2 separate regions of the Danio rerio genome follow, and region 1 is linked to region 2. The links are chromatin contacts, called in public Micro-C maps. All regions are on one chromosome and are shown on one strand. Each heading gives the region's core, a stretch centred on a gene start, on an enhancer-like site or on the middle of the called end of the contact. The rest is flanking DNA. Distances are from core to core; before and after follow the strand shown. Region 1 holds the start of zdhhc5b (zDHHC palmitoyltransferase 5b). Region 2 holds the start of si:dkeyp-121d2.7.

The links. Hi-C and Micro-C count contacts between places; a contact is called where the count stands out from the background.
Region 1: a Micro-C map of caudal fin shows a contact between it and region 2, with 2.0 times the contacts expected there. The contact joins the promoter of zdhhc5b here to the promoter of si:dkeyp-121d2.7 in region 2. A contact is called at or near these places in 1 of 18 Hi-C or Micro-C datasets (caudal fin) and 2 of 4 datasets of contacts at active chromatin or transcription factors (embryo and gastrula embryo).

What each region holds. Positions count from the first base shown.
Region 1 is chr14:53,782,090-53,786,125 of GRCz12tu, reverse strand. zdhhc5b (zDHHC palmitoyltransferase 5b) reads right to left here and starts at 1,335. Exons shown (of 11, transcript XM_073922301.1): 1 at 992-1,335.
Region 2 is chr14:53,745,892-53,749,801 of GRCz12tu, reverse strand. si:dkeyp-121d2.7 reads left to right here and starts at 2,657. Exons shown (of 5, transcript XM_003199971.7): 1 at 2,657-3,321; 2 at 3,482-3,603. The coding sequence starts at 3,024.

The sequences.
Region 1 (4,036 bases), core at 86-2,585, 38 kb before region 2:
GCATTCACAAGCCTCATTACACTCATAATCTTCTTTCCTTGCAGCTACTCCTGCTGTCTTCATTCACAGCGCAACCTGATTCACTTCATAAGGGCTTTATATGTCAATATGAGTAATGTATAACATATTGGAGCATTCCCGTTCAATCAATAACCTGGCAATGAGGATGTCAGGTAAAATCTGACAAGACAGAGAACAACACAAGCAAGAACATAGTGAATAATGATGTTAGGATGTCACTGACCTACAATGGTCGTCTCAACTATTACAAAAGTGACTTGGTGAATGGGTTATTAATGAAAAATGTTGGCTCTGTTATTTATAAGCCAGGTGTAGTTTACTATATATAAATGACTGCAGTGCGTGTGGATTATGAATGAACCTACAGTACATTTAAAAACATTTTAAGCCACCTAGACAACATTTAGACCTCATATATGTGCACTGCACTTATTTGAATACATATTTGGTTGCAACCATAACACACACAAATGAAAACTCATTAGGTGACACTCATTAACTAACAGCCAAAACACACATTAAAATTAGGTAAATTAACTATCGACACGAATTAAACAAAAACTTGCCTTATTTTAAATGTGAAACCAAGATATGAGTAACTAACGTTACAGTTTTGCCCAGTTTCGTTAGCTTACCAGCCAAGCTAATATATCGTCCTTCAAAATACCACCTTAATTAAGTAAAAAAAGACTTTAATACAGATAATATCGCATGTAGTTTACACAATACTAACAAGTCACCCTATGAAATACAAGCGTTAACTTTTCGTTTCGTGTTTTTGGGTTCTGTTTAACAAGGCCGCAGAATGAAGCCTCGGACTCGCGTTTTTACACCATCGACTGAGGGACGCTTTCACGCGGCGGAGCTGACTCGCTATCTAAACAGAGCAAAAGCGAACTGCAACCTTACCTAAACGCGTTTAAATAACCAACACGTGTATAATGAATGTCATTCGGTCGTATATACTCACTCTTTGCCGTAATCCTCCAGTGTTTACGTACTTTAAATGGCTGGCGTTTATTCACACATCCTGTGATTTGTAGCCTCGGTTTCTCTTCTGCATCCCGACCCGGGGCAGCAGTATTATCAGATGGGAGATGAGCTTCAGCTCTCTCGATCCTCTCTCTCCCTTAATCTCAGTGCGTTTCTACGGCTTGGGAAACGGCTTTTGATCTGTGTGTGCCTGGGGCTGAAAACTCCCAAAGTCGTTTATCCGATGCACAGCCTGATAAGCCCAAAATAAAACCCTTAACAAGGCATCATCATCATCTTCTTCTTCAGCCCCAGCATCAATTAAGGACACCGGTATAGGACATCCGGAGATTGGTGTCTACATAATATATAATGTGAAAGTAATAATTGCACAATTAGATTAGGAAGCAATTTTACTGAAGAAAAAAAAAGTCATGCAGATAACATGTTGTCAAACTGGTTTTGGTTAGTTTTTATTGTTTCCTCAGAAGCTCGGGTGAAATTTCAACTGGGCTTATTAAAAATGAAACATATTATCTTTTAGAAATGTACAAAATTAAAATTTGCAATCCAAACACAGCAACAAAACTGCTTATCTCCTTACAACTGTAGATTAACAATCTAATACCTCAATTTAAAAGTACTTTAATATGAACTAATGATGTTTTAATGAAGAGCTAACTTTAACAGGAGAACTTTGAATTCATGTGTAAATACGGACCTCAGACTGCATGTTACTGCTTGTTTGTCAGTAAATGTAATGTATTAAGTTGGGGTAATTTATCACACTTGAATTCATAATACTCATGTCACAGTTAAAATAAGGGGTCAAACATTTCAATTTACTCACTACTTAATCAAATGGTTCCAAACATTTGAGTTTCTTTTTTGCTGTTGAACACAAAAGGAGATATTTTGAAGAATGTTCGCAACCGGTGAAAAGAAATACAATAGAAGTCAATGGTTACCGGCTTCAAAAGAAATAAATTAAACAGGTTTAAAACAAGTGAAAGGAGAATAAAAAATGCATTTGTTTTGGGGTGAACTATCCCTTTAAGGTCAGTTCTTGATTAGTGAGCCTCAACTTATCATTAGTTCATACTGATGTAATATTCAAGTTTACATATTAAAAAGACGGTTAACCCAAAAATTTAAACTTGTGTCATTATTTACTCACCCTTCACTTGTTCTAAACATCTTTGAGTTTGTTTATTCTGTTAAACACAAAGGAAGATATTTTAAAAAATGTTCGCAACCGGTCACCATTGACATCCATTATAGGAAAACAAATACAATAGAAGTCAGCGTTTACCGGTTTCGAACATTCTTCAAAAAATCTTTTTTAGTGTCCAACAGAAGAAATAAATTGAACCGATTTAGAATTATGAAAGGAGAGTTTAAATGTGTTTGTTTTGGGGTGAACTATCCCCTTAGGTTCAGTTCTTAATTAGTCAGTCATCATTACTTAACTCATCATTAGTTCATACTGATGTAATATTTAAGCTTGTATATTTTTGGGTAAACAGTCTCTTTAACATGTAAAAATTAGATATTACTCAGCAATGTTGTTTTGAACAATGATGCCATAAAAGGGCAACCGGGTGAGACACAGAGCAACTAATTAGGGCTACATTAGATACAATACTGTTGCCCAATCTTAATAGAAAAATAACCAAGCAACATTGCCCAGCAACATTGAACCTGTGTATCAAGATTACAATGCAGAAAATGCCTTTAATATTTAGAGCTTTAGTCTTGCTGAGTATTTAAACCTGTCATTTTATATGACAAATAAAACATTTTAATCTTGTTTTTAGTGCAAATTTCCCAAAATACTTAAATCAAGAAGCATTTTTAGATGAGTAAAGAAATATTGTTTTGTTTTCAGGAATAATGGGTGGAATTTAAGTGAGTTTTATCTTAAAACAAGCTAAATAATCTGGTAATGGGGTAAGCTAAATAATCAAAGTTTTGCTTTGAATAACATTTTTTTATCTTACCCTGTAGGCAGATTATTTAGCATGCTTAAAGATAAAACTCACTTATTTTTATCCATCATTTTGGAAAACAAAACAATAACTTTGTCAAGAAAATGCTTCTTGATTCAAGAATTATTGGATATTTGGACTAAAAAAAACAAGACGAAAATGATCTAAAGAAGCTTTATTTTGCAGTGTTTGGGAACACTTTATAATAAATGCAGATAAATAATAGTGTATTAAAGGGATAGTTCACCCCAAAACAAACATTTACTCACCCTCAAGATGTTAGAAACCTTTTTGAATTTCTTTTTTTAGAAACGAGACAAAAGTATGGAGCCATATCAGTCTCAAAAATAGTACTCATAAATGCACAGCATAATACACATTTACACAATTAAAATTCAAATTGTAAATTGAATTGTAAATTCAAAGCACAGTTCATAAATACACAAATCGAATTTGTAGATTCAAAACACAATTTGTGAATTCACAAGTAAAAATATTAAAATAATACCCCAAATTAATTGGATGTGACCATTTATGACTTTTATTTTGAATTTACAAATTGGATTTGCATATTTAAAAATTGTGTTTTGAATTTACGAATTGGATTTGCATATTTTTAAATTGTGTTTTGAATTTATGAATTGTGTTTTAAATTTACGAATTGGACTAGTATATTTATGAATTGTGTCTTAATTTCATGTATTGGTTTGCATATTTATGAATTGTTTTAAATTTATGAATTGTGTTTTAAAGTTCTGAATTGGATTTGCATATTTATGAATTGTGTCTTGAATTTATGAATTGAATTTGCATATTTATAAATTGTGTTTTGAATTAACAAATTGTATTTGCATATTTATGAGTTGTGTTTTTGAATTTACGAATTGGATTTGCATATTTATGAATTGTGTCTTAAATCTATGAATTGGTTTTCATATTTATGAATTGTTTTAAATTTATGAATTGTGTTTTAAAGTTCTGAATTGGATTTGCATATTTATGAATTGGATTTTTAAATTCACGATTTGTGTTTGCGAATTTATGAATATTGTTTT
Region 2 (3,910 bases), core at 1,408-3,907:
AAATGCTATATTTACGCGAGTATCTGAAGCTGTATCCCAGACTGTACACTCAGGGCAGCACGAGATGTGGAAACTGTCATCTTTGACATAGATAACCATAAATAAACGTCAGTAAACATCTATAACAAACAAATAAATGGCTAAAATTGCAGTTTTTTTATTTATTAATTAAGTATTAAGTTTTATTAACGGTTATTTATTGTCTGTAAATAATTATGAATAAACTTTATTATTTTTTATAGTTTTTTTATACTTCTAATAATTTTATAATATATAATTTCTATTTACATTTGATTTGATTATTATTTTATTACATGCACAGTTCAGTCAAAACCTTACTTAAAAGAAATTATTTGAGAAAAAAAACTGAAACCATTGACTTCTATAGTAGAGAAACACAAATACTATGAAACTCAATGGTTACAGGATTTGAGAATTTTTAAAATATCTTATTTTGTGTTTAACAGAAGAAAGAAACTGGTTTGTAAATGATGACAGGGTTTTTAATTTTATGGTGAACTATCCCTTTCACTGACAAAACTTCTATTTGATTAATAATACTAATAATATATTAATTAATTAATTTTCCTTCAGCTTAGTCTCTTTATTCATCAGGGGTGGCCACAGAGGAATGAACCACCAACTTATCCAGCATATGTTTTAGGCAGCGGATGCCCTTCCAGCTGCAACCCAGTACTGGGAAACATCCATACACACTCAATCACACACACACACACACACACACACTCATACACTACGGCCAATTTAGTTTAATCAATTCCCCTGTAGCGCATGTGTTTGGACTGTGGGAGAAACTGGAGCACCCGGAAGAAACCCACACCAACACGGGGAGAACATGCAACAGTGCTAACCACTGAGCCACTGTGCCGCCCCATTAAAAATAAATAATAATTAACAAGCAAAACAAGCAAAGCAGCATCATAAAATGTAAAAAGATTACAAATGAATTCCACTTGTAATATGATGCATGGTAAAGTTGTATACAGCAAGTGCAGACAAATAGACTGCAGAAACTAAACAATAATAAAGGAGAACATAATAGTAATAGCATTTTAGTTTAATGCTAAAAATATATAAATTATAAATGATTAAGTGTTTAATGAAGACAGAAACTGAAACTAAATATTAATGAAAGATCATTTGCAAATCAACTGCAAAAATAATAAATAAATAAATAAATTATATATATATATATATATATATATATATATATATATATATATATATATATATATATATATATATATATATATACTGTATATATATAAATTTTTGTCAAAAATTGAGTTATTGACATGCTTATTAAATGACAACTTATTTACATTATGGGATGTTTGGGATGTAAAAGTTTTTATTTAAAAAGCAAATGTTACACACATACTGTTTGCTATAGATTGCAAAAACTGTTAAGCTCAATATCTCAAAATCATTCAGAACGCAGAGAGAACCTTATAATTCCAAGCTGACGATATATATATATATATGTATAGATAGATTTTATATATATATATATATATATATATATATATATATATATATATATATATATATATATATATATATATATATATATGTATATATATATATCACAGCAAGAAGGTTGCTGGTTCAAGCCCCAGCTGAGTTGGCATTTTTGTGTGGAGTTTGCATGTTCTAGCTAGTGTATGTGTGTGAAAGAGAGTGCGTGGGTGTTTCCCAGTAAAGGCTTGCAGCTGGAAGGGCATCCGCTGCGTAAAACGTATGCTGGATTAGTTGGCAGTTTATTCCGCTGTGGCGACCACTGATTAATAAAGGGACTAAGCTGAAAAGAAAATGAACGAATATATATATACATATGTTATACGTTACGATTAAATTAACAAGATGGCTAACACATACATACATATGCTACGTATATAGTGTTACGCTTATTAATTAATTACATTTATTTTCATCAGCTCCTGAAACTACGTTATTATAATAAATATATTTTTAGTGGGTGGCATGGTGGCTCAGTGGTTAGCACTGCATGTCGCCTCACAGCAAGAAGGTCGCTGGTTCGAGTCCTAGCTGGGTCGGTTAGCATTTCTGTATGGAGTTTGCATGTTCTCCCCGTATTGGTGTGGGTTTCCTCCGGGTGCTCCGGTTTCCCCCACAGTCCAAACACATGCGCTATAGGGGAATTGCACTATAGGGGAATTGCATAAACTAAATTGGCCGTAGTGTATGGGTGTGAATGAGTGTGTATGGGTGTTTCCCAGTGATGGGTTGGGGCTGCAGGGGTATCTACTATGTAAAATATATGCTGGATACGTTGGCGGTTCATTCCGCTGTGGTGATCCCTCATAAATAAAGGGACTAAGTTTAAGGAAAATTTATATTTGTAGTGTAGCACATTTCTAACAAGTTATGCAGCTCAAATTGTGTTACAATAAGCATCACAACAGCAGACTTCACATGAAAACAGCAAACACATATTATTGATATGACATTATAGTACTTTTTTTTGTTTTGTATTCAGTATTTGCATTTAAACCAAACCCCATGCTAACCAGTTAACACCTTGACAGTTATGTTCGAGTAATTACGGTAGCTCCTGCGCATGCGCAGAACGCGACATCCGGAAATAATATTGTAGGCGAGAATTAAAACCTCTAGAGTTGAGAGGGGTGGTCGAGACTCGGTGGAATTGTGATAACGCACCTGTAAAACATCAGCGAGAATCTTTTCTAAACTACGACCACATTTACGAGACCACCTGAGGTGGAATATCATCCTCTAAAGGCTCTCTTTCTGCGATCTTAAAGACAGCGGACAGAAGAACGGGCTTCACTCCACTGGCTGAGCGCTACAAAGTTGGGTGACAGTCGGTGATGTCAGATTATTTGTGTATATTTTACTCGGTGTAATAGCGAAGCGTGCATATTAAATATGAAGTCTGACCATTGCTGACATATATGGCGTAAAAACGGGGATTTTGTTAGTCATAACTTTATTTATTATACGTGAATAGTTGTGAAACCATGGCGGAGTCGGTTAAAACCTTCCAAGCGCACCTGACCGCGGTTATGGACAGTCTGGTCCGCGCGTCAGTGTGCGAGATCACCAAACTCTTCCAGGACACAGTCAACGACTACCTGGTGGAAATCTCCCTGAACAGAAAAGAGAACGAAGCTCTTAAATTGAGACTGAGGTTGACTGAGAATAAACTGAGGAATGAGCGCAAATACGGCATGGGCTGGGCGGCCGGTCGGCGCGCGGCGGGGCTGCTCGGCGCGGAGGACACCGCCGTGCGTAAAGCGCGCAAAGCGGATCTCCAAAGTAAGATCCAGCGGGTGATGCTGCTGTTTTATCGAGAACCATCATGGCGACCTGCTCCTCAGTTCTCATGTTTCTTTCTCCTTCCTCTCCTCCTCCTTTTGCATTCCTCCCTCCCCCTCCTGTTCTCCTCTCCTCCTTCCCCCTCCCGTCTGTTTCTCAGGAGGCAAGCCGGGGGGAGCGTGGGAGGAGCGGGCTGGAGGAGGGTTTCGTGCCCGTCTCAACACTGGAGGAGGAGAGGATGTGGAGGAGGAGATGAAGGAGGTGGCCAGCATTAAAGAGGAGGTGAGTAGCCAATCATATGCGAGGAAACATCTGCAGGGAGTGGAGGAGACAGAGAGAGGGTGAAGAAACATCGACTAAACAGTGCTTCAAAGTAGATTTTGATGGATGGAAATCTACACAGAAGGTCATCACTGAAAAAAATCATTGGATTTACTAAGTGGTATTTAAGGTAAGTGGTTGCAAACTATTTATATCAGCTGGATTTAAACAAAATAAATGTCTTCAACTTAATTTGTTTGTTAAAATTCAGCCCATATAAATTGTTAGCAACCACCTACCATAATAATGTAGTAAATCCAATGAACAT